2 separate regions of the Triticum aestivum genome follow, and region 2 is linked to region 1. Evidence: chromatin contacts called from public Hi-C data. All regions are on one chromosome and are shown on one strand. Each heading gives the region's core, a stretch centred on a gene start, on an enhancer-like site or on the middle of the called end of the contact. The rest is flanking DNA. Distances are from core to core; before and after follow the strand shown. Region 1 holds the start of LOC123111947 (O-fucosyltransferase 35). Region 2 holds the start of LOC123111948.

Region 1 (7,825 bases), core at 1,510-4,009:
CTCTGCTGCCGATGGAGGTGGAGGAGGACCAGGATGTTGTGTCCTGGCACCTCGATTCCTCCGGTCGTTTCTCCATGAAGTCCTTATACGGTGCCATCGCCCCCTCGGCGGCCCCGGAACCATTTAGCCTGATCTGGGACATCCGTCTCCCCCTGAAGATCCGGATCTTCCTTTGGCAATGGATCCGTGGCCGGCTCCCCTCGGGTGTTGAGGTTCTCAAGCGAAATGGCCCTGGTGATGGGAGGTGCCCCATCTGTGGCACCATGGAGGATGCTAACCACATCTTTTTCTCCTGCCATTCTGCCCAGTTCCTTTGGGCCTGCTTCCGCGAAACGGCTGGCGGACAGTGGTGTAATACCAACTTCCCCGACCTGCTTGCCGAGCTTAATGCCTGCCCTGCCCGCTACCGCCATATTAGATGGCTGTGCGTAGGGGTTCTTGCCTGGACGCTTTGGAACATCCGCAATAAGCTTGTTATTCAGAAGGTGCCCCTTCGTCGTGCGCCTGATGCAATCTTCAAACTGTGTGTCTACTTGCAGCTTTGGCGGTCGCTTAGCCGCCCCCAGGACCGGGACGTCATCACCGCCCTCATCTCCGATCTTCGCTCGATGGCGCTCTGCGTGGTCCCCCCGCTGCCGCCTCCTCCTCCCGAGCCTGACTAGACCGCCTGGCGGCCTTGTGGTGTGTGGCGTGCGTTTTTTGTGATTTCAGGGCTTGTTGTGCTGTGCCCTCAGCTTTGTCCCTAGGTTGTACTGCTTGGGCTATTGTGGACCTCCGTCTGTGTGTGTGTGCGCGTTGTGTTGGACTATGTTGGATGTTTGTTGTGCGGTTGGCTTTATAATATAAAGCGGGGCGAAAGCCTTTTTCGGTAAAGTAAAGGGAAGAGATAACCACAAGTGGAGCCGGTGGAGAGGAGGATGTGTTACTGAAATTCCTTCCCTTTGGGGGAAGTACGTCTTCATTGGAGCGGTGTGGAGGCACAATGCTCCCCAAGAAGCCACTAGGGCCACTGTATTCTCCTCACGCCCTCACACAATGCGAGATGTTGTGATTCCACTAGTGGTGCCCTTGAAGGCGGCGACCGAACCTTTACAAATAGGGTTGGGCAATCTCCCCAACTATTGGAGGCTCCCAACGATACCACAGAGCTTCACCACAATGGAATGTGGCTCCGAGTTAACCTCAACCGTCTAGGGTGCTCAAACACCCAAGAGTAACAAGATCCGCAAGGTATTAGTGGGGGGAATCAAATGTTTCTTGGTGGAAGTGTAGATCCGGGCCTTCTCAACCAAACCCTAGAAAATCAACAAGTTTGATTGGCTAGGGAGAGAGATCGGGCAAGAATGAGCTTTGGAGCAACAATGAAGCTTGGGGGAAAGAGGTGGGTCTTCTTGGGGAAGAAGACCCCCCCCCTTATATGGTGGGAGGAACAATCCAACCGTTATCCCCTCATTTAGCTCGCAGCAAGTGGTACTATCGCTGGCCGCAGTGGTACTGCTGCTAGGCCCAGCGATACTGATAAAAGAGTTTGCGAGAGAGAAAGACAGGGCAAATAAGACACACTCGCAACTCGACAAAGTCGACAAATTCCTAAACTCCCCCCCCCCTTTAGCATCGATACACCAAAAGGGCAAAGAGTGTTGCTACGGTCACAGGTGATAGCAAAGCCGAGGATCTCCATCATCACATTCCCGCGTGGCCGCTCGCGCCTCCGTCATCGGCAGTAGGCTGCTCAGTCTCTGAATCCGTCCAGGGACAGTGCTGAGAAATCCACTCCTCCTCATATGTGATCTTGTCCTCAGACCCATATACCGTGCATTCATATCGCTTAGGGCCGCTCCAAAAGCGCCAACACCATATTCATATCGACCCAGAGTGGACACGACCTCTCACTGATGCCGACATTTAAGTGGCGCGCCGGCCAAGAGCGACAACGAGTCAAATATAGCCAAATGTAGACAAGAGCGGCCAATGCACCGATGCCAATGTCGTCTCAGTTTTAGGAGTCAGCTTTGGAGATGCCCTGCAATAATAGACACTCATCGAATGTATAGAGATCTTCACATTGCCTACGAATTCTCCTCTTGCTCCGAGGGGAGCACGACGTGACAAGGGTAGATTCCCCCGAAACTACTACTCCCCCCGTTCCTAAATATTTGTCTTTCTAGAGATTTCAAAAAATGACTACATAGAGAGTAAAATAAATGAATCTATATTAACATATGTCTATATGCATCTGTATGTGATAGTCCATTTGATATCTCTAAAAAGATAAGTATTTAGGAACGGAGGAAGTAGAAACCTTTGCATGTTGAGCAATAAAACAACACTGACAACTGGTAGTAAACGAAGAATTATTTGGTCAACAACGATAGCTCCTGATCGTGCGTGAGCTCGATCCCATAAACGGCAAGATTGGAGGTGGAAAACCCACGTGAACCACTTTGCGCGTCAACCAGTAGAGACTAGATACAGCCCCAAAGTCCAAAGTAAACGCCCCCTCTCCCTGGGCCTCGTTTCGTCTCACAAGCAGGAAGGATGCAGCGTACCGGCCAAAGCACGCGCGGCGCACGTGACAGCGTCGACGCAACTGGCGCCCTTTTCTCCCTTCGGACAATAACGGCCTTTATTGGAGTAAGTACGTCGGAAAAACAAAGAATAATCAAAATCAAATCCCCGGCGGCGTCGGCGGCGCCTCCAAATGGCATGGCAGGGCCGTAATTAGCGCCCTCCGCCCTGACCGTCTCCGTTTCCGTGCGTATCCCACTACGCTACGCGCCTCACGTCGTCGCCGTCTCCCTCACGCGTCCTCCTCCCCGAGACCTCACTGCCCCATTCACTTCCCAACCGAGCTCCATTAATGGCGCCTCCCCTCATTTAGCCGTCACATCATATCATGGTACAGGGACGACCAGCTGGGGCACCACTCGGAACCCAGCGCCACTAGTTCCTTCACCTCGAGGTCCTCGGACCGGGACTTGGACTGCTGGAGCTCCCCGCGCCACATGGGCTACCAACCCAAGCACGGCGGCGGCGCCTCCGGGTCCGCGGGCGGCGGAGGTGGAGGTGCCGGTACCGGTGAGCACCTCCCGCGCCTGCACAGCCCCCGCGTCGCCGGAGGCGGCTACATGACCCGCCGCGCCAACTCCTTCAAGCGCTGCCCCGGCGGCGAGATCGAGCTCCAGATCAGCGGCTCCCCGCGCTCGCCGCGGACCGACGGACTGGGCAGCCCGCCCAAGGACGCGGCGGAGGCCTCCTCCTCCAGCGCCTCCCCCGGCGGCCTCCACCACCAGCAGCAGCTCCGGTTCCGCCTCTTCAAGCGCCCGGGCGCCGGCGGGGGCGCCGGCGACGTCGTGCTGGGGCTGGGGATCCGGGAGAGGAGGAAGCTCGGGAACCTGCTCTTCTTCGCCTTCTGCGGCGTTTGCCTGCTTCTCGGCGTCGTCAAGATCTGGGCCGGCGGCCGGTCAGCACTACCAGCTGGCGACGATTTGCAGGTATGTATGGAAGCTACAAATTGCATTTTACTGGGTTATGATTCTAGCTGCCATTTCGCTGCAAATATTCTCTTCTTTACAATCAACGGCACCTGGTGCTCGACCAACTCTGCATTTTTTCTGCACTAAAAATGTGTTCATTCTTACTACTTCTTAGTTCTTATCATGAACACATTTTTTTACGAAGAGTTACAAATATAGTATAGCATTTCCCGTCTGGTAGTAATGATGTTGATTAGGAACTGAGATGTTACGAGGACTAGCTAGAGTAATGGAAATCATGTTAAATTGTTAACTGTCTAGATTCACCGGCCACTCTTTCATAATAATCATTTTTTCATGATCAATCATTGGCATTCTAACTTTAACATGCAATTTTGCCCAGTTCTCTACCATTTTTCTTGTTGTTCTGGACAAGTCAAACAAGAATTGAAAAAGAAATCTGATGGAATCTGATTCTCATTGTTAAAAGTAGTAAGAATCTGGGCATGTTTTAGCATAATGTAATGTGATGCTTATGCAATTGGTCTGCTTGAAAACTGCTAGGCTGGGTTTATTGTAGTATTATGTTGGACTTGGACAGCTGGAGTTTAATGTCCGGCCATCTTTCCTCAGCTTAACTGTTGCGAGAATTGGTTGGTGCATGCAATCAATATGTTCTATGCTTTGTAGCTGTATTTGGAACTTCTTAAGCAAGGATCTTTTAGCAGAAGCTTAGCATTTTTAGGACGTTTCCTCCTTTGTTGGAGGTTTTTTAGTCCCTTTCCAGTTGGTTTACTATTAAAGCACTTGTTACTTTGGTGCTTGTAGCTGTTGGCAGTTGGCTGTTATAGACTTTATGATCTTGTGGTCTATCCAAATTGGGCAGAATATTATTTATGTCCATAAGAACTTTGGAAGTATGCCTTACTGTCTTCTTGCTTGGAATATATTGTACTAGTAGGTATCCTTAGTTGGGCTTATTCAGATAAATAGTCATCTTTAATTCAGGACTTCATTGGTGAAAATAAAACCATCCGACTTCAACGTTTCCTTCTAACAAACAGCCCTTGTTCTATATAGTTAGTGCTTTGGCGATGCAAATTGTAGGAAAACTAGTTTGATAAGGTGCCTTTTGTGTCCCTGTCCAAGGTAGATGCCTCGACAAAATTAGTTGCTAACTTGTTATACATAATATCTATTCGAAGTGCAGAAATACTGCATGGATGATTAAGGTGACACTACATTTAAATATTCCATTTGCCAGTATATAAAACTAGCATTTAAATTAATGCTAATAGCAGTGAAACTAATGCTAATAGCATGAAATTGCGCACAGCCACAACTGGGCATTTTTTAAAAATTGGTAGAATCAAGCAATATCGAGTTGAAAACTGCATGAGGTTTCATAACAGTAATAATCTTCTCCCAGGTTTCCAACCAACCATATTGTCCATAGAAAAATGTTATACAGCTGATCTTTTAATCCAAATGTCCACATTTATGTTAAAAGTTGGTAATTCGTCGCCTAGTCTTGATTACATTCATATTAGTAGTAACATGTTGCAACCTGATGAAAATTTCAATATGTGCACAAATTGGAAACACGGATTGTACACTTTGCTTACTGAAAAAGGCTTTCGCCCCGCTTTATATATAAAGCACCGACCATACAAGCACACCGATACAAACACATGCCACCACCGCACACAACACACACCCAAGGCAAGATACAAAGGTGCCGAGCACAGCCACACCACACCAACGACTACCAAACAACATGAATCGCTTGGAGCCAACGGAGACCTCCATTGCAATCCTCCAAGGAGAGGCGAGGTGGATAACGACGGAGCAAGGACTCCAAGACGGTGCCTCCAGAAGGGCACGACTATGTGTAGCCGCCACTGTCCGATATCGAAGATCAAGTTTTCACTTGGAGCATCACGAAGGAGTGGGAACACCGCGACGAAGCCTTCATGAAGGATACGGCGTCCACGGACGTCGCCACCGTCGGCCCCTGAGCAAGTGGTGTACCCCGGCGCTCACACCCCTTCGACGCACCCTAGCTCCGCCAACCACCCGCAACCAAACCACCCGCGTGGCCATGGCTGCGCACCCGCACCTGAGACGCATGCTCCGCCCACGAACGTCGCGTCTCCCACCGCTAGGGCTGCCGCCATGCATCCAGACACCCCCAAGACCAGCCAAAGTGACCGGCTTTGGTCCAAAGGACGCACCCGACCGCCGAAACCGCAGCATACGTCCCGCCTCGAACAACGCCGGAGCTGCATCAGCCCGCACCCGGCCGGGGAAAGGGGGAGGAGGGGGAGCGGACGCGTGGCCATGGCTGCGCACCCGCACCTGAGACGCATGCTCCGCTCACGAACGTCGCGTCTCCCACCACCAGGGCTGCCGCCCTGCATCCAGACACCCCCAAGACCAGCCAAAGTGACCGGCTTTGGTCCAAAGGACACACCCGACCGCCGAAACCGCAGCATACGTCCCGCCTCGAACAACGCCGGAGCTGCATCAGCCCGCACCCGGCCGGGGAAAGGGGGAGGAGGGGGAGCGGACGCATCCACGACCGGCACACCCCCGTGCCGGTGACGGGTGGCCCGAGCTCTCGCCGGCGCCTCCCATCCCTCCAGCCTAACTCCCCACCGGACACCCCCTATGTCGCCCCACCTCGGCAGCCGGCACAGCTCCACGCAAGGCCACCAACACACACCCGTCCGCCGTCAAGGAAAACCCCAAGGTCCACCGCCGACCACCAAGAAAGCTCACCAGGGAGCCCATCCGCGCTGCCCGCCGCCGCCCAACAGCCGGAGCACCTGGAGCCGGCTAGCCCGTCCACCGACCTGCCGCTGCTGCGACGCTGCAGCCCATGCCACCCTCGGCCCGCGTCGCCCGGCCACATATCTGGCCGCGCCGCCGCCGATCTTGGAGAGCCGAGCACGCACCATCACCTGGCCGCCCGCCGCGGGGGAACAGAGGCACCGGAGCTCCGCCTCTGCCCGGCACAGCTCCACGCTCCGACCCGAGGCGCCGGCCCACGCCAGCACCGCCCGAACAGGAGGACCACGAGGCCCCGCCGCTGCCGGCGACGGTTGGGCTTCGCCCGGCCGCACCCTCGGGCGGTGGTGAAGGAGGAGGAGGGGAGAGGGGGCGGAGACCGGCGGGATTTAGGGTTGCCCCCCGGTCGCCTCGCGGGAGCGACGCGGGGGGAGCAGGGCTCCAGTTTTTTCTACACTTTGCTTCACCATAGCTCAAAATCTGCATCATAGTATTAACTGGGCATAGTTATAGTTATGAATATGATGAGCTTATTTGATTGTTTCTACACCGCATGAAGTTTATATTAGTGAACATAACTCTCTGTTATCCCAGGTTATTGATTTGATCTACCATTCTATGTCATACATTTAGGAAAGAAAAGCTTAGGTATTACAATCTAAATTGCTATCTTCTGTACATGTTTCTAGGATCTTTCTGTTTCCTTCTCCAGTGATAAAGGGCATCAAGTTAACCACTTTGGATACATGGGGGCGAAAGAGAGTGACAGGATGTTGATGGCAGTGGAATCTAGCATTGGTGAAAGACAAAGCAGTGTGGCTGAGGCTAGTAATATATAGCTGCTAAACCTGTTCCTTTGTTCGATACACTAATTAGTGGAATTAACCTTTCTTTCCCTTCTTGTTTGTGCTTCATATAGGCCTCTGATGTCTGGTCCCAGCCAAGCAGTGAAAATTTCAGACAGTGCATTGTTTCAAACTCTCATAAAAGTAAGTTGGCTCATATATCACAAACATGTTTTTTCTATATATTCTATGCATTTGTTAACATGATATGGTCGCATGTTCTTAATTTGTAGAGCAAGATTCTCGCAGTAATGGTTACATTCTCATAAACGCAAATGGAGGTCTGAATCAAATGCGATTTGGGGTGTGACTACTACCCTAAAAATCATTTTTGTGCATCCATTAGTACTCTTTGCCATGGTATCTGATTCTCTTTTACATCTCAGATATGTGACATGGTTGCTGTTGCTAAGATTTTGAAGGCAACACTGGTTCTACCTTCACTTGATCATACATCCTACTGGGCAGATGACAGGTGGGCCCCTTTAACCTTAACTCTTCATTCCTAATCCCCTATAGCTTGTTAATCAATGCACTCATATATCCCTTTCCTCCATTTTTTAGTGAATTTAAGGATCTTTTCAATTGGAGACACTTCATTGAATCACTGAAAGAAGACATTGATATTGTTGAAACACTACCTCCTGCATACAAGCATATAGAGCCTCTGGCCAAAGCTCCGATATCCTGGTCAAAGGTTAAAAACTAGAAAAA
Region 2 (7,825 bases), core at 1,398-3,897, 180 kb before region 1:
AGGAAGAATCTGTGATGTAAATGGAAAATGTCTATAGTGTACGACCTATTGTCACACCCAATTAATTAAACAATATAAATAATTGAAGTAGCGAGTTCCTGCAAAGTACAGACAAACAAATTAGATGTAAATAGTGTTCAATCAGAGATGCTCCAAGGTAAAATATGACAATTTCCTCTGGCAAAAAACAAAAGTAAATTCAATAGGAAATTCTAAACCTCGCAGGTTTGAAAGCCAAGCTCATTTGAAAACCAAGGTGGGAATGAGCGCTAATCTTGATCCTGCAACCCAATACCTAAGTACCTGCATAAGCGTACATGAACCCCAACACAAGCTTGTCACTATAATCACCGCTTCTGTGTTAAAAAAGAAAAAAGAAGAAGAATGCAGGGCACAAAAGGGAATGCTCTAGTTCTATAGAAGCGACACGACCACGATGGATTCAACAGATGATGTCAATGGTTAACACACTGAACTGAAATGTACCATCACTTCCATATAATTGAGGATTTAAAGATTAGACTGCAAGTACACAACATATAAAGATTTAACTTTTTCCCAAAATATTATATGGATTTATCAGTCAATCCACAAGAAGGGTGGCTTTAAACCATAATATTCTTATTTTATTCTCCATAATAAATCCATTCAAGAAATTTATTTTGTACCATTGATCAAGTACTTCCGGTAAGGAACCATACACGGTGGTTCAGTCTGGCGCATACCACAGTTGGACCTAATTGACGCTCTTCCACTTCTCCGCTACCGTCGTGTTTGTCAAACAAACAAAACGCAAAATCAATATGTCATTCATTTAATTAAACTAATCAGAAAACATAGCTTTTGTCTATGGACGATTTGGTTCACCTCTTCTCATATCTACTATACTGTAAATGGTAAGCAATTAAGAATGAAACTGAATACTTCATCCAATGGTTAATCCAGCTACCATGCCTAGCTATGCTGATGGTGATCAAGTTCAGAACCCTCATCATCTCCTAGAAGCAGAAAAAATAATCAAAGAGACGCTATATGCACAGAAGTTTTGGCAAGATAAAAGTTTCAGGCCTAAATATGCTTCTCTCAATCTTTGTTTTTTTTCTGAAAATCTGCATTTTACATTGAATGACATTCATGAACACGCAGATAGCATCGCCCCATTGATGCGCTAGACTACAACTCACACACACAAGGGTTGTCGAGAAGTTCAGAAGAACGAAAAAAAGGGAGGACAAGAAGGGCCACATGCGGTGGAAACATACAGGCTCCACAAATAAACAGGGAAGCATGGCCTTAGATACTACACGTAAGACTACAGTTGTATCTGAAGATACAGAGACTGGTTCATAATGTATAAGAGGATTCATGAACGACAGACCTTGTTGAATTCCTTGGACAGCCAAAGCGCAGCCCCCCTTCTCGAACAGCGCACATCCTAGCAAATAGTGTCCCCGCATCAGTAACAGAAGCAAGAACAAATGAAGCTCTGAAACCTCTGCACATTTTACAAATATACGACCCAATTCCTCATACATGAACCAATTAATGGTGGCATCAACTGAAAAATGAGGAATAATAATCCGTGTCAGTCACCCTGATGGAGGTGTCGTCGAGCGCGAGCGCCCTCCTGCTGTCCTCCTCGACCCTGGCCCAGTCCTTGCGACGGAAGTGGCAGAGGCCCTGGTTCACCCAGTAGACGACGACGCAGGGGCTGAGCGCAATTGCCTGGAAACCAACAAACGAGCCAATCAACCAATCAACCAATCAATCAATCGCCTGGGATTCCACGGATCGAGCCGTCGACCAGGAAGAAGGGGATTGGGGCAGGAAGGAGGAGGTTTTGGGGGGTGCGTGCTCGCATCGGTGTAGCAGTCGATGGCTGCGCCGAGGCAGGCCGTGCGGAAGCACGCGTCGACACAAAGAAGGCAGTGGACGGAGGAAGTATCCCTGCGTCGAGGGAACCACACCGGGGAGCTCCTGTTCGTCGGGCTGCGCGGTGGCTGCAGGGGCCCCCTCCTGCCGGCGACAGAGGCGGCACGGCCGCCTCGGCCTCCGCGAGCGCGAGCAGGCCGAGGAGGAAGCCCGCCAGGAACCCCGCGACAACCACCCGGGCTGAGCTCCCAGCGGCGAAGGAGACGACGACGGGGGGCAGGGAGGCGAGCACGGGTTAGGGTTTGGATGGAGAGCATAGCAGCGGTGGCTGCGGTAGAGAAGGGGAGAGGGGCGCGACGGGGATAATTGGCTAGGGTTCTCACCCAATCGGGGACCTCCTCGCTCCTATGCCAAACACAGCCACCCACACGACGCCACGCACGGGCACGCACGCGAAATCTCGCAAATGCCCTTTGCGGGGTGGCAAAACTACTGGCGGTGGCACGATATTTTGACCGCAAAAGACTTACACAGGGCGCCTCCCTAGCCACAACCGGTGACAGCCACGGCCCACACGCGTGGGGTCCCAGCGAGCCTCGGTCGAATGGACGGAGCGAGCGACACCGCGAGCCAGATGGGATCAACCATGCTACAGGGATGCTACAGTGGGGCAGGATTCGATCGGACGGACGAGGTCTTCCAGCGGCTCGATCGGCCGGCCGGAACTCCATCAAGCAAAAAGATCGGACGGCCAAGAAGCCCAAATCGCTGAGAACGCTCAGGTTTCCAGTGGTCTCGTTTTTCTGGATTCCAGCCCCCGCACACCCCAGATCCCACCCTCCTTTTTGCCGGCGGCGCTCCGTCCCCAGATCCCACCCTCCTTCTTCTTCTTCTTGCCGGCGGCGCTCCGTCCTCAGATCCCACCCTCCTTCTTGCCGGCGGCGCTCCATCCCCGAAGGACCTGTTTCTACTCCGTTTCCTGGTCGCCGCTACTCGATTCGTGGCGCAGGTGGAGGTAGCTCACTCATGGCCAGGACCGCGATGGGTCGCCGGCGGCGTCCGGACCGGATCAGCGCCCTCTCCGACGATCTCCTCCTTTTGGTCCTGCGCCGCCTCGACATCCGGACGGCGGTCGGCACCACGGCGCTCTCCAGGCGCTGGGCTTGCCTCCGCGGCGAGCTCCCCATCCTCGACTTGAGTGTCGACGCGATGCTCCCGCCGCGCTACCACCGCTGGGTCCAGCTCCACGGCGTCGTCGGGAAAGGTGGTGGTTTCCAGTACGACCTGCGTCAAGTGTCAAGAGAGCTGATGCCCAACATCAGGAGGTACGAGCATCGCGCCATGCGCGCTTTGACCAGGTCCGTCCAGAGCTTCTTGGACGCTGGAACCGCCGGCCGCCGGAGGAGGATCAGTAGGCTGAGGCTCGAGTTCTTCGTCACCCCACAAAGCACCGAATGCATGAATCGGCTTATAGTCGAGGCCATGGATGCTTGTGGGGTGGATGACCTCCAAGTTGTTGCTAAGCCAATTTTCTGGCGACGAGGCGCAGTCCACACCTTCGCCAGCCATGGCCTCTGCAAGGAGCCCAGTGCGTCACGCCTGCAAAGCCTCAAGCTTGGTGGCTGCATGATCCCGCCGCTGCACGAGTACGGTGCGCTCACTAGGCTCGTCCTGCAGGACATACCTAAATCGACGCCCGTGGCAACCTACCAGGGGGTCTTCATCTCTTGCCAGCAGCTGCAGGTGCTGCATCTCATCTCCTGCCGGTGCAGCGGCGGGGTGATATTCGTGGACGCCCCCATGTCAAAAATCAAGGAGCTCGTTGTGGATGACTGCAGATTCACACAGTTACGTCTAAGGGCTCTGCCCAATCTCGAGAGCCTAGCCTCCCTCTCCCTGGGACCTACGGTGTTCCTCGAGTCCGCCTCCTTCCCTTGTCTCAGAAAATTTAACCTCACCTCATGCCTCGGCGTGACAATGCAAGGATTTCGCGAATACCTGAAGCGACACTGGAAGATAGACCATGAGTCGCTTCTCGAAAACATGCCAGAAATATCGAGTCTGATTGTCAGGATCAGTGGACCTTACAGATGGATCGTGCCGTCCCCGTCGACGACGATGTTGTTGCCTAACCTGAGGCGGTTGCTGGTCGCCGACGTGCCTTCGTCCTGGGACGTCTCATGGCCCCGCCTCCTGCTTGAGACGGCGCCTTCCCTGGAGGTCCTCCACCTTCACATTGCCGCCACTTGCACAGAAGATGAGCCCAGTGACAACATACGCTGGAAACCAACCACGCTTCTCCGTCACCAGCACCTGGAAGAGTTTGTGATGGTTGGTTACGAGGGAACAGAGAGGCAGATTTACCTTGTCAAGTTTGTAGTGGGAGTATGCACATTGTTGCGCCAGGTCTCCATCTTCAAGAACGGGCATGCTCGCAACAAGGGGCACTGGGACTGGGAGTTGGTGACGCAGCAACATTCCTGGACTGACCAGGAGAAGGACAACACACTGAAGCACATCATGGATGGGGTTTCTCCTTTGTCACCTGCTGCTCCGGTTAAACTAGTTTTTGGCTGAGTTTTCTCATGTTTGTGCTTGACCTGCAACCATCTAGTTTTCTCCGGTGCAAGTTGCTTATAGAATGTTGTATTTCATATTACTGCACAACTCCCTGAGATATTCGATAGGACAACATTATCCATGCAGATTCTAGAGTGGAGCTTTGGTTCCTATGAGAGTAAGAGCGTTTTATTCATTCTTTCTTTTAAAATTGTTATTCAGCGTATGATTGTAATGGTGTGTTTTATTTATTCAACGTCTTTTGCATGGGTGGTCTCCCCTCTTGTGGGGATGATTGTAGCTAACTCATTTGTAAGTTGTTGGTTCCCGTATATTATCGTATAAGTAACAGGGATGATTGTAGCTAAATCATTTGTAAGTTGTTAGCCCCATATATATTTTAGTATATGAGTAATAGTGATGGGAGAGTGAACTTACCACCAACTCCAAACTTTGTAAGTAGGATTCTTTCGATGTAATTAATTTCTTGCAGTCAAATATTGTGCTTCTTACTTATGGTTTTTCTGTGCTAAGTAGCGCGTTGTATGCATTATCCATTCACAAGCTATGTACCTCTGCTCCGCAGCTCAGCTCTTATGTGCCTTTCGAGTTTGTCTTGACTCTTTCTTTTACTTTATTTTCAAATCGATATTTATTTGTGTAGCAAATTTGGTCTATAAGTGTAAGGTTTGTCATATGATTTCTTTTATTAATGCACAGCTGATTACCATACAAAGTCTTCTCATCGCATCCATTTTTTTGAGGCTTTCACCAACACTATTAGTATTTTCTATCATTTCAAACACTGTAGCATCAGATCGAATACTTTGTGTTTAGATATTTCTATTGCAATTCCCTTCTTTCAGGTCCTATTCTCTCACTGTACTCTCTACCCTATGCCTCCAAGCTCTTTCATGAGGCCTTAACATTTCCCTGCCTCCTGAAGCCTGTGCACTGTCCAGGAGGCCTGTGCCATGCTTCGGGTCCATAACCACCTCACTGTCCCTACACGGAAAGTTGGAAACTGCACTGGTGGTGATCCACAACTGGCTCCTGTCCCAGGGACGTGTTCATGGTGTTCACTGAGATGCCAGTGCCCAGAGCACTCTGCCTCAGTTCTGTGCTTGCTGCATCTCGTAAGTGTAATTTATAATTCCGTGTTTTTTTTTGGATTAAGCGGTCCAGTTATATGTTTTTGTCAAGCTATTTGACTTCCCTATGTTTAGCGCCTTCTAATCATCTAACAGTTCTACGAGACAAGGAGCAATGTTATATAGGGCTACATTATCCATACAGATTCTTCGTTTTCAATTGGTATTTGGACCATGATGTGTGAGCAGTAGATGATGAAACAAGGGGAAGAGAGTAACAGTATATAGTAAAAAGTTTGTGAGGAATAAGAGAAACTGTTTCAGTATAAGCACCTACCTAATAGTATTGCACTCCTGTTGCATGCACTTACAACACTCGACAGCTTTATTTTCGAGTGTGTTTCTTGTGTTCATCTTTTGTTCTCCTTTATATTTGTCCGTTGGACCTCCCTTAATACATGACATCCACTAGTCTTCCACATTTCTAACGCTATTGACAACACTCTTTTGGGATAAAGTAATTGGAGTCATGGACATGGATTTGATGTCTGATTAAAAATAGTAATTGGAGACATGAACATGGATTTGATGTCTGGTTCAAACTAGTAATCGAAGTCATGAACATGGATTTGATGTCCGGTTCAAACTAGTCTTCAAGAAGAAGCTATCTGTTTCTACTGTTGCTGATTAGAATGACGAACCTATTGTGGATATTATTAAGTCAGCTGCCAAATCTGAAGAGAGCAACCTTTCGTTATTGAATAAGAAAGATCGATTTGTTCGCTCAGAAGGTTGTATTGGTTTTCACTAATCTTTATCAATTTTCGTTATACATGGGCATTGCCTTTCTCCATATATGAGAGTGTGTTCTGCAGCTTTTTTCTGCTTATGTCACTCCACTTTGGTCAACATTTGGATGAGAACATGTTGCTGAATCAGCAGGCCGTGTTACACCTGTATTGTGTTGTGCAGGCAAGATAACTCAATTCCTGATCAAGGTGTTTATTTCTTTTATCTTCTTAGTTATCTAGCTATGGTTCTCAACTTGTAAGTTCTTAGTACGAAAAAAATGCTGCCCTTGATTATATCAAATGTCATTTGAATCTATCATTTATCACTGCTTCGTTTTGAAATTCCTGCCGAACGCATAAATCTATGGGATATGGTATAACATTATTATGATCCACTTGAAAATTCGAAAATATGTAGTCCTATGCTCTCCCAGTTGAAACTCTTACTTTGGTCTTAAATATATGTTGGCTGTTGGGTTACCATTTTCTAAAGAAATGTTGGGTCACCATTCGCTAAGAGGTAGTTGTTCTTTGGAAGGTTAGTTTCAATAATGTTGAAGCTGGATCATAAGTTCTTGTCAACCAACTGTGGTATCTTGAAGACCTTGGTTAGGCTGCAACACATCTTCGGTTGGAAACTGACATGTTGGATATTCATGTATGTTCCCATCTTATTCTACTGGGCATATTGCATATAGGGCTTGATTAGTTAACTTGTAGCGCTATGATTGTTTTCAATATTTTACACTTTTCCTAAATAACAGCTAGCTGTTTTCAGATTGGTGCGCAATCACTTTTCTGTCCATCCAATCTCATTCCTGCACGCTCTCAGCTCTCTCTCAGCGAGTCCTTTCTCATTTTCCTGGCTCGTGTTGGGCCAAGTCAACGAGCCTTTTGAGTCTTTTTTTTTCAAATTTCATTTCAGATGAACAGCCGCTGTGTCTCTTTCGCTCTGGCTCGGGAGAGGAGGGGGAACAGGCTGAGAATATAATTATCTTTTGTTTAGATATGGTTGATGCTATCAAATTTCATTTCATTTTAGATCAAGTTGACTGACTTAAAATCTTTAATGTGATCCTTGTTCATATAATTATGTTTAATTGTGTCCATTAAGTCCACCTACCTAGATGCATTTGGTATAGAGCTGTCAATAATCTACCTTCGATTAGACACTTCGATTTCTACTACTCCCAACTGCTTTTAGACCTATGAACTTCTCTTTGAATATAGATTTTTCTACAACCTTGAGGCTTATTTACTCATTACTTTGGTGTTGTAGTTATACCCTTGCATAGTAAATGTGCACGTTCTCAATGGTAAATGAAGGTTTCTCACATACTGCCAGAAAAATGATGATGTTTGTGAATAATGAAGGGATGTATTACTCTGTACTTTATGTACCTGAAACTAGAATGAGTTGTACTTCCAGTTGGAGGATTAGTTGATTTTGGTACTTCCTTATGCCTTTGTGACTAGTTATACTGCTTGCATTTAATCGTTATTAAATATTGT

The links. Hi-C and Micro-C count contacts between places; a contact is called where the count stands out from the background.
Region 2: a Hi-C map of leaf shows a contact between it and region 1, with 4 times the contacts expected there. The contact joins the promoter of LOC123111948 here to the promoter of LOC123111947 in region 1. A contact is called at or near these places in 2 of 5 Hi-C or Micro-C datasets (both in leaf).

The regions. Positions count from the first base shown.
Region 1 is chr5B:379,374,215-379,382,039 of IWGSC CS RefSeq v2.1, reverse strand. It overlaps LOC123111947 (O-fucosyltransferase 35), which reads left to right and starts at 2,759. Exons shown (of 9, transcript XM_044532830.1): 1 at 2,759-3,494; 2 at 6,956-7,090; 3 at 7,186-7,255; 4 at 7,345-7,415; 5 at 7,498-7,586; 6 at 7,676-7,808. The coding sequence starts at 3,006.
Region 2 is chr5B:379,549,377-379,557,201 of IWGSC CS RefSeq v2.1, reverse strand. It overlaps LOC123111948, which reads left to right and starts at 2,647. Exons shown (of 1, transcript XM_044532831.1): 1 at 2,647-4,943. The coding sequence starts at 2,899. The coding sequence ends at 4,449.